2 separate regions of the Hordeum vulgare genome follow, and region 1 is linked to region 2. The links are chromatin contacts, called in public Hi-C maps. All regions are on one chromosome and are shown on one strand. Each heading gives the region's core, a stretch centred on a gene start, on an enhancer-like site or on the middle of the called end of the contact. The rest is flanking DNA. Distances are from core to core; before and after follow the strand shown.

The links. A called contact is a pair of places that touch in the nucleus more often than the background predicts.
Region 1: a contact with region 2 is called in a Hi-C map of leaf, with 4 times the contacts expected there. The contact joins the promoter of LOC123449141 here to the promoter of LOC123449140 in region 2. A contact is called at or near these places in 1 of 6 Hi-C or Micro-C datasets (leaf) and 1 of 1 datasets of contacts at active chromatin or transcription factors (embryo).

The regions. Positions count from the first base shown.
Region 1 is chr4H:498,919,479-498,923,385 of MorexV3_pseudomolecules_assembly, reverse strand. LOC123449141 (transcription initiation factor IIF subunit alpha-like) reads right to left here and starts at 2,063. Exons shown (of 11, transcript XM_045126243.1): 1 at 1,715-2,063; 2 at 1,423-1,584; 3 at 630-784; 4 at 142-506. The coding sequence starts at 1,891.
Region 2 is chr4H:498,687,554-498,691,311 of MorexV3_pseudomolecules_assembly, reverse strand. It overlaps LOC123449140 (long chain base biosynthesis protein 1a), which reads left to right and starts at 2,329. Exons shown (of 13, transcript XM_045126241.1): 1 at 2,329-2,587; 2 at 3,110-3,276; 3 at 3,369-3,463; 4 at 3,563-3,654. The coding sequence starts at 3,165.

The DNA.
Region 1 (3,907 bases), core at 814-3,313, 230 kb before region 2:
GAAATTGGTTCTTGAATGATGGGGTGCAGTGGCTTGGAAATTGGTATTTGAGTAATAATAATCAGCATATCCTATACTGCATAAAGATACTAGAAATCCAAAACGTTAGCAAATATTAATGGTAGTATTTGATCAGCATACCTATCTCAATCTCATCCTCCAAATCAAGGTCTTCTTTTCCGCCTTCCTCTTCATCATCCACGCCCCTCGTAGTAAGCCCACGCACAGCTTTCTTTGCAACTCCCTCTTCTTCGTCCTCCTCGCCTTTATCAGAGTGATTCCCATCCTCATTGCTACTTTCTTTCTTGGATTGGACCCCACCTGCCGCCTTGCCCTTTGCATCACCAAGATCCTTCAGATCCGAACCAAAGGCAGCAGCTCCATGTGTAGCTGTCTTCATCATCCATCGTTCATACCCAGTTGCATTGCTTCTCCTTTTATTCATCTTCTCTTCAGCTTCTTCCAAAGTCAGCTGTTTGTACTGTGCAATTTTACTGAAGTTATACCTGAGAAGATATAGGAAACTGTAAGGATGCTCTAAACGAATTTTGCAGGTAACAACTTTTTCATGATGATTATAGTTCATATCAAATGTGGAAACCAGAGGGAGGAGAAAACTGTGAGAGTACCAGGAACCAACAGGAACAGCATCGAACTCCTTGCCGCGCCTAATCAGCAGATAGTATGTAGCAGTTGCAGATTGTGATGCCTCAAGTTGACTTTGGTACTGATATTCACCTGTATCATCTTCTAATATCCATGGCTTTCTGTTGTAGTACTTCTCCTGTTTTGTCAAACATAAGTGCCACATGGTCAACAGGATTACAGGAAAACCATCATCGGCATCAAAGCTACGAACAGGATTAAAGGAACAAGTTACTGCAGAATGGAGTACTAGCATGTACATTTTCCATCAGATGAACAAAATAAACTCCACATGTGCAATAAGGGTATCCAATAGCACGCTAGCTACACATGTATGATCAGTTGGTCACACATGTATGCCTAAATGAACAACTACAGTTGATATTTGGGGGGTTGTTCACAAGAGGTAGCGCTGCACGAATTAACACGGCCTCCTTGTTTTTGCATCTTGATGAATTACTAGCACACCAAAAAGGTGGTAAACTTGTGAGTTCGTGACACCATATTATCAGGATAGTTCATACTATAAACCAAGAGATGATCATCCGTGATGAGGAACCAGTACCCGCATATGGGCAGTAAGCTGACGCCAGTTCGTGACACCATATTATCAGGATAGTTCATACTATAAACCAAGAGATGATCATCCGTGACGAGGAACCAGTACCCGCATATGGGCAGTAAGCTGACGCCAGTTCGTGAGTTCGTGACACCATATTATCAGGATAGTTCATACTATAAACCAAGAGATGATCATCCGTGACGAGGAACCAGTACCCGCATATCGGCAGTAAGCTGACGCCCTGGCGTCGGGCCATCCTTGCGAAGAGACCACTTGTTCCCCCCACCCTTCATCTTCGAGATGGGCGGCACGCCGGTGTTGAATTTGGCTATGGAAAGGGCCTTCCCCGCGGCGGTATCCACCCGGACATTGTACTCCTGCGTGGGCCGTTGGAACGAAGAAAACGGTCAGGAAGAACAGAGCCGAAAACTGCCAGGCTCGGCGGCGGCGGCGGCAGCGGCAATGGCGTTGATCGTGGAATCGGAAACCTAGGGCCGTCGCGGGTACCCGTATGACGTTGGTGATGGGGGCGGCGCAGACGTTGCAGCGCGCGCGCGAGCGCGCCATGTCGGCGGCGCAGGAGTTGCAGAGGGTGGCGTGGCGGCAGGCGGTGCTGTAGAGCTCGGACGCCTTGCCGCAGGCGTCGCACGCCGCCTTCATCACCAGGTCGGCGGCGCTCCCCATTGCCGCCGCTCGCTGCTCGCTGCGTAGGGTTGCTGGGTTTGGGTCGGTTCGGAGGGGAGGAGGAGGCGTGTCGGCTTGAAAGAGGTTCGAGAGCAGGGCAAGGTCGCGGGGAGGAAGGGTTTCCCGTAGGAGTTGAACCCGTTCCAGGTTCCCCGAGGAGGGGCAACCGTCGTCTGTGGTCCGTCCGGTTTGAGCTTGGGCTTCGTTTGTGACCGTCCGATGAGACTTTGCGCGGGCTGGGCTGGTGGAAACCATCTTGCGTGCGCGCCGGCCCTGTCAGCCCGCGGCGTACTTGCGGGCTGGAGTTGCAGACCCTAACCCGGTAGTCCGTAGCGGACACATACACTCACCAAAAACAAAAACAAAAAAGTTCCTGCCGATCCCGTGATTATTAAAGCAATTTTGGAGCAAATGGACAACATGTTTTGTTTGTTTGGGTTGTCCATCGGTTTGTCCGTGTCTAATTTTTTAAATAGATCGACACATGCATTTAACGAGAAGCAAGTGGACAGCAGCACTGTGATATTAATATAACAGGAGAGGTGTGGATGGGGGTGAGACAACGAATTAAATAAAGGGAAACCTTTCCTATCTATAGTCTGATAGAAGACGAGGCTCAGACTAATCGACAGTGGTCGATACTGTTTGAATCCAACGCTCACAACATGTTTTTCATATATGTAAAAAAATCCGTCATCCCAAAATAGACCTCTGCAGCCCCCTGCATTAACCTTTCCTTAATCACTCGCCTACATGACTCCTGATTCCACTCTCCGCAATCCTCACGATCTCGCCTTACCAGATCCCCCTCCGCCTCTGCCTCGTAGGCACCCGCCACCATCTCCCATCGTTGTCGTCGTGCACCTAGCTCGCTCGCATCGCCATATCCCTTTTTCCCCGGCTCCGCCCCTGCTCCTCCTTCTCTCCTCTTCGTCCAACGGCACGACGAGCTCTCACCAGCGGCTCAGCCTCCCTCTCCTCCTTCTCTTCTTGTGCCATGACTTCGCTCACCGATGAGGTCGCAACCTCCCCGCCGTCGCGCTTATCTCCACCGGGATCGGGCCGCACTCCTCTGGAATCCAGTCCACTTCGATGGGGTAGCATCTTGGTCCGGGAACGAAGCAAGTAGGAATGGAGTATGGCATGATTCATCCACCCCATCCTAGGGTTTGTGTCCCGTTCACTTATTACTTTTAATCCTGCAGTGCTCGTTGATTCCTAACATAATTATTTTCTGATTTTTTTATGGATCTTGCTGCGAATACCTTGGTTTATGGCATGTTTGTGGGCGTGAATTTGTGTCGTCTAGTATGTATTGAATCACTAAATCTGTCTCAAAATTTGGGCGTGAATATATCTGTCTCAAACTAAAAATGTCCACGCTTCTTAGTTTTGCAACATCTATAATGCTATACAAATGCTTCTGGACTTTGATTTTTTCTCTCTTCCTAATGCCAAATAATAATAATGCAGATCAATCTATATGTTGGTGATTCAAAACATTCATCCTTTGGAGGCCAAATTTTTTAGTTTTGCTTCAGTATCCATTGTACAATGCAATGCTTCAATATTATATTACATATGTTTCTTCCTTATATGTAATTTGCTTCGGTAGTTCCATCTATATATTCTCCGTTTATTCATTCTTCTGTTTTTGCAAGCACTGTTGTAAACCATACATTGCTGTTGTGCTTCCTTCATACTACTTTCATCTCTGACAATGTTGCCCACATGGATCCCCCGCCATGCTCCGCTCGATATAGCCCTTGGTCCACCTTGCCGGTGCACCTCCCGATCAATGGTTGTAATTATTTCAAATTTCCATGCTTCCATGGAAGACTAGTTTTGTCCCAAAGTACCATGTTCGTGCTGGAGTACTTTGTTATGTACTCTGTAGCATCTAAACCACAATACAATTTGAACTCTATACATTCTGCTTTCATAGGTAAAAACAATTATATTAATTTGTAAGTTAGCAACACAAATCATCCATATTGTTGTTACCCAAAATATTAG
Region 2 (3,758 bases), core at 1,080-3,579:
CAAGATCGAACCCATCACAAAGCACCTCTTACCATGGCAAGATAAATCAATCTAGTTGGCCAAATCAAACCAATAAATTAGACAATAAATATGAGGCTACAACAATCATGCATAAAAGAGTTCCAAGAAGACTCAAATAATATTCATGGATAGATCAAATCATGAACTCACAATTCATCGCATCCCAACAAACACACTGCAAAGAGTTACATCAAATAGATTCCAAGAACATCAAGGAGAAAATTGTATTGAAGATCAAAAATAGAGAAGAATCCATCTAGCTACTAACTATGGACCCGCAGGTCTATGAAAAACTACTCAGGCATCATCGGAGGGGCAGCAAGGATGATGAAGAACCCCTCCGTGATCGTTGCCCCCTCTAGCAGAGTGCCGAAAAAGGCCTCTAGATTGGATCTCCCAATTCTGGAACTTACGATGGTGGATAAAGTATTTTTGTTGACTCCTTTAGGGTTTCGGGGACTTTAGAATATTTATCGAGTCGGAGGTAGGTCAAAGCGGTTCTCGTGGGCTCCACTACCCACGAGCCTAGTGGTCCCCACGAGCCCCCTCTCGTGGCCTCCAAAAGCTTCCAGTGTCTCTTCTTGCCAGAAAAAAATCTCCAAAAAGTTTCGTGGCATTTGGGCTTTGTTCGGTGTTAATATTCCACAAAGTAAAAACAAGCAAAAAACAATAACTGGCACTGGACACTGAGTTAATAGGTTAGTCCCAAAAAATAATATAAAGTTGCTAGTAAATGTATATAAAACATCCAAGATTGATAATATAACAACATGGAACAATCAAATTATAGATACGTTGGAGACGTATCACCCTTGTCCCCACCTCCCAACAAGCCAACCCTAGCCACCGCCACCATGAGGTTGTTTACCAAGTGCGGTGACAAGCATGACTACAAGACCGACTACTAGTTGCGGTACGGACCGACCAACTTCACCCTCGTGTCACGGCTGCCCTGCTAGCGGTTCTACATCCTGGTCCATCAGTGCCACTATTTTTGGGAGCACGGTATGCTAGTGCCATGGCTAGACGTCAACTTGCCGCACGACTATCACCTCAACCCATACATCTTTTCAGTGTCGGGTTTGCTGCAATCACACCGCGCACAGATGGTCGAGATTCGCCACCGCCGTGCTGACTCCCCATCCATGCTTCGCCATGGTGTTGAACTCTCGCACGGGATCCACAACCACCTATACTGTGAGGCGGACTCGTCGAACTAGGACACATGGCAACAACCGTCGCCGATAGAGCTTGGTTGCACCTAGTGTGCGTGCTCCACCACCATCGGTGGTGGTGAAGGAGGAGGATCATGAAGAGGAGGTCGCCTAAATTATGGTCCTCGAGGAGGCCACAAGGAGGGCCTACGAGGAGTTCGAGTGGGAGGAGATGGCCAGGTGGCCTGGCCGTGTGTAGGCGTTGGCCGAGTCAACGTCTCGTGTAGAGGCCAATACATCCCCACCGCTACCCACACCGCGTGTGCCCGAGGAGCCGTTGCTAGGGGAGTCTTGGTCGTGGACGACCAGGTGCGGATGTATGTGTCATGCCCGCTCGTGTGGGTGGGCATGACCGACGAAGAGGCCGCAAAATACTATTTGGAGACCGAGGACGAGGGATGGACTAGGAGTGGCAGGAGGCGGAGCGCACGTTGGAGCGGCACCACGTGGCGCAATAGCAGCCTTCCAGCAGGCCTTCCCCTGGACGTAGGGGTCGGTGTACGTCGACCTGACAAAGGAGGACACCACCTCCGCCTAGTTCCGCCCACACTTTTATTTAAGTATTTTTAGTTATATGAACTAGATTTTGTCTGGATTTCAGTGTTCACTCTATACACGTATGACCCATCAGAGAAAACCGAACATCCGTGTATGCGTGGCCGATCCAAAAAGACAAAAAAAAGATCAAATCCATATCGTTTGCCTTGGAGTTGGACTGTCCTAAATTGCGACCAAACCTATGGTTGAATAGTTAGCGGGATAATGGTATTCTCAGCCCATCAGTGTTTTAATTTCTAGTGCTCACATTATTTCAGGATTTATTTCAAGATTTTTGACGATGCACATTTAGTGAGAAAAGACATTTATGTTGATGAGACGTCTACGACGACTTTGTAAATCTCAAAATAATATGCCGGTTTAATCTCTCGGAGGTGATCATAAATATAGGGTGTGCGTTCATATGGATGAGTCTATGCACGTTTATATGAGCGTTTGCATCGGTGTTAAAAACAAAAGGCTGAGTCTTAATTTCAGAAAGAAAAAAAAACTTTGAATCTTCCTCATTAACGCGCTGGCCGGCCGAAAAGTATAGGCAGAGCCCAGCCAGCCAAAGATGACCGACCGCCGCCCGAACACAAGCCCACTCAAACAAAACTCATCTCCTCCTCCGTATTCTATTCCTCATCGTCGTCGTCTCTCTCCAACACTGACTTTCTTCGAATCCCTCGCCCTCCTCTGCTCTGTTAACCCCGTGCTGCCATCCATTGCGGGGCTGCGATCTTGCGCAGGTGCTGGCACCTTGTAATCAGCACGAGCACCGCCGTCCGGCGCATCGGATTAGGGTGTCCCAGGTGAGGAGAGCTCATGTTCCCTGTTCTCTTCCATTGGAATTTAGAATTTCAAGTTCTGGGGATTTGCGAGGACGACAATGGCTCTTTGCCGGAGGTAAGATGGGTCTATTTTTGAAAATTGGTGTTCATAAGTTCAATTTCCTCCCAACCAAACGAAACGAAACGCGGCATCCTCTCGTCAGATCTCCGCCGCCGCCAGCAGCCATCCGGGTTTGGGGCCGCAAAAGCAAGGCCTTCATTGAGCTTTATCTCGCTGTCCATGTCCCTCGATGCGGGTGAGATTTAGATTTTAGGAGCGTGTAGAAAGTGGGAAAGTTAAAAACTTTATCGAGTTCGCCCTCAAGATTGGATCCAACCGTGTGACTTCTTCCTGTAACTGTTGTAAAAATAATCCGGGTTAAACATGACGCTACTGTATCTGTTCAATCTTTGGGATCAGTTTTGTGTGCGCTCCAGTACTAGATTCTGCTTTTCTGTGACCGATCTGGTTGATTCAGGAAAGGAGCGTTGTTTGCTTGGCAGATTTGAAAGGCTGAAGTTTCCCTTTGTTGGAAAAGGCTCGACATAGAGTTAGGACATGGACATGGCATTGCCGATTGTCAATGCCACCACGGCAGTGCTTGCTCGTGTCTCAGCTGCATTCAACGCTCCTCTTGCACGTGCTGTCGTCTTCGGGGTTCATATCGATGGTGATCCTCTTCCACCCATCAAAAAATAAAGTCTGATTTCATGATGATGGTGGTATGGTTTTTGACATTTTGAGGCCGTGTCATTGATTCAGGTCACTTGGTTGTGGAAGGACTTCTTATTGCCGTCATAGTGTTTCAGCTTTCCAGGAAGAGCTACAAACCTCCAAAGAAGCCACTTAGCGAAAAGGTAGAGTAGTTTTTCTCCTTTGTTCATGTTATCAAGTATTGGTTTTTGTCGTCACTTCATGAAGTTTCTGGGTAACAGTTTGCATTTTAATCTCCGCAGGAGGTTGATGAGCTATGTGATGAATGGGAACCAGAACCTTTATGTCCTCCAATCAAGGAGGGGTCCAACATTGACCCACCAATCTTGGAAAGGTTTGTGTGGCTTATTTATTTGTTAATTTGGAACGGTAGTTTTGAATTTATTTTTCTGTTTGTGTCTTTGCGATTACAAGGAAGCGTAACCACTGCGCACTCCT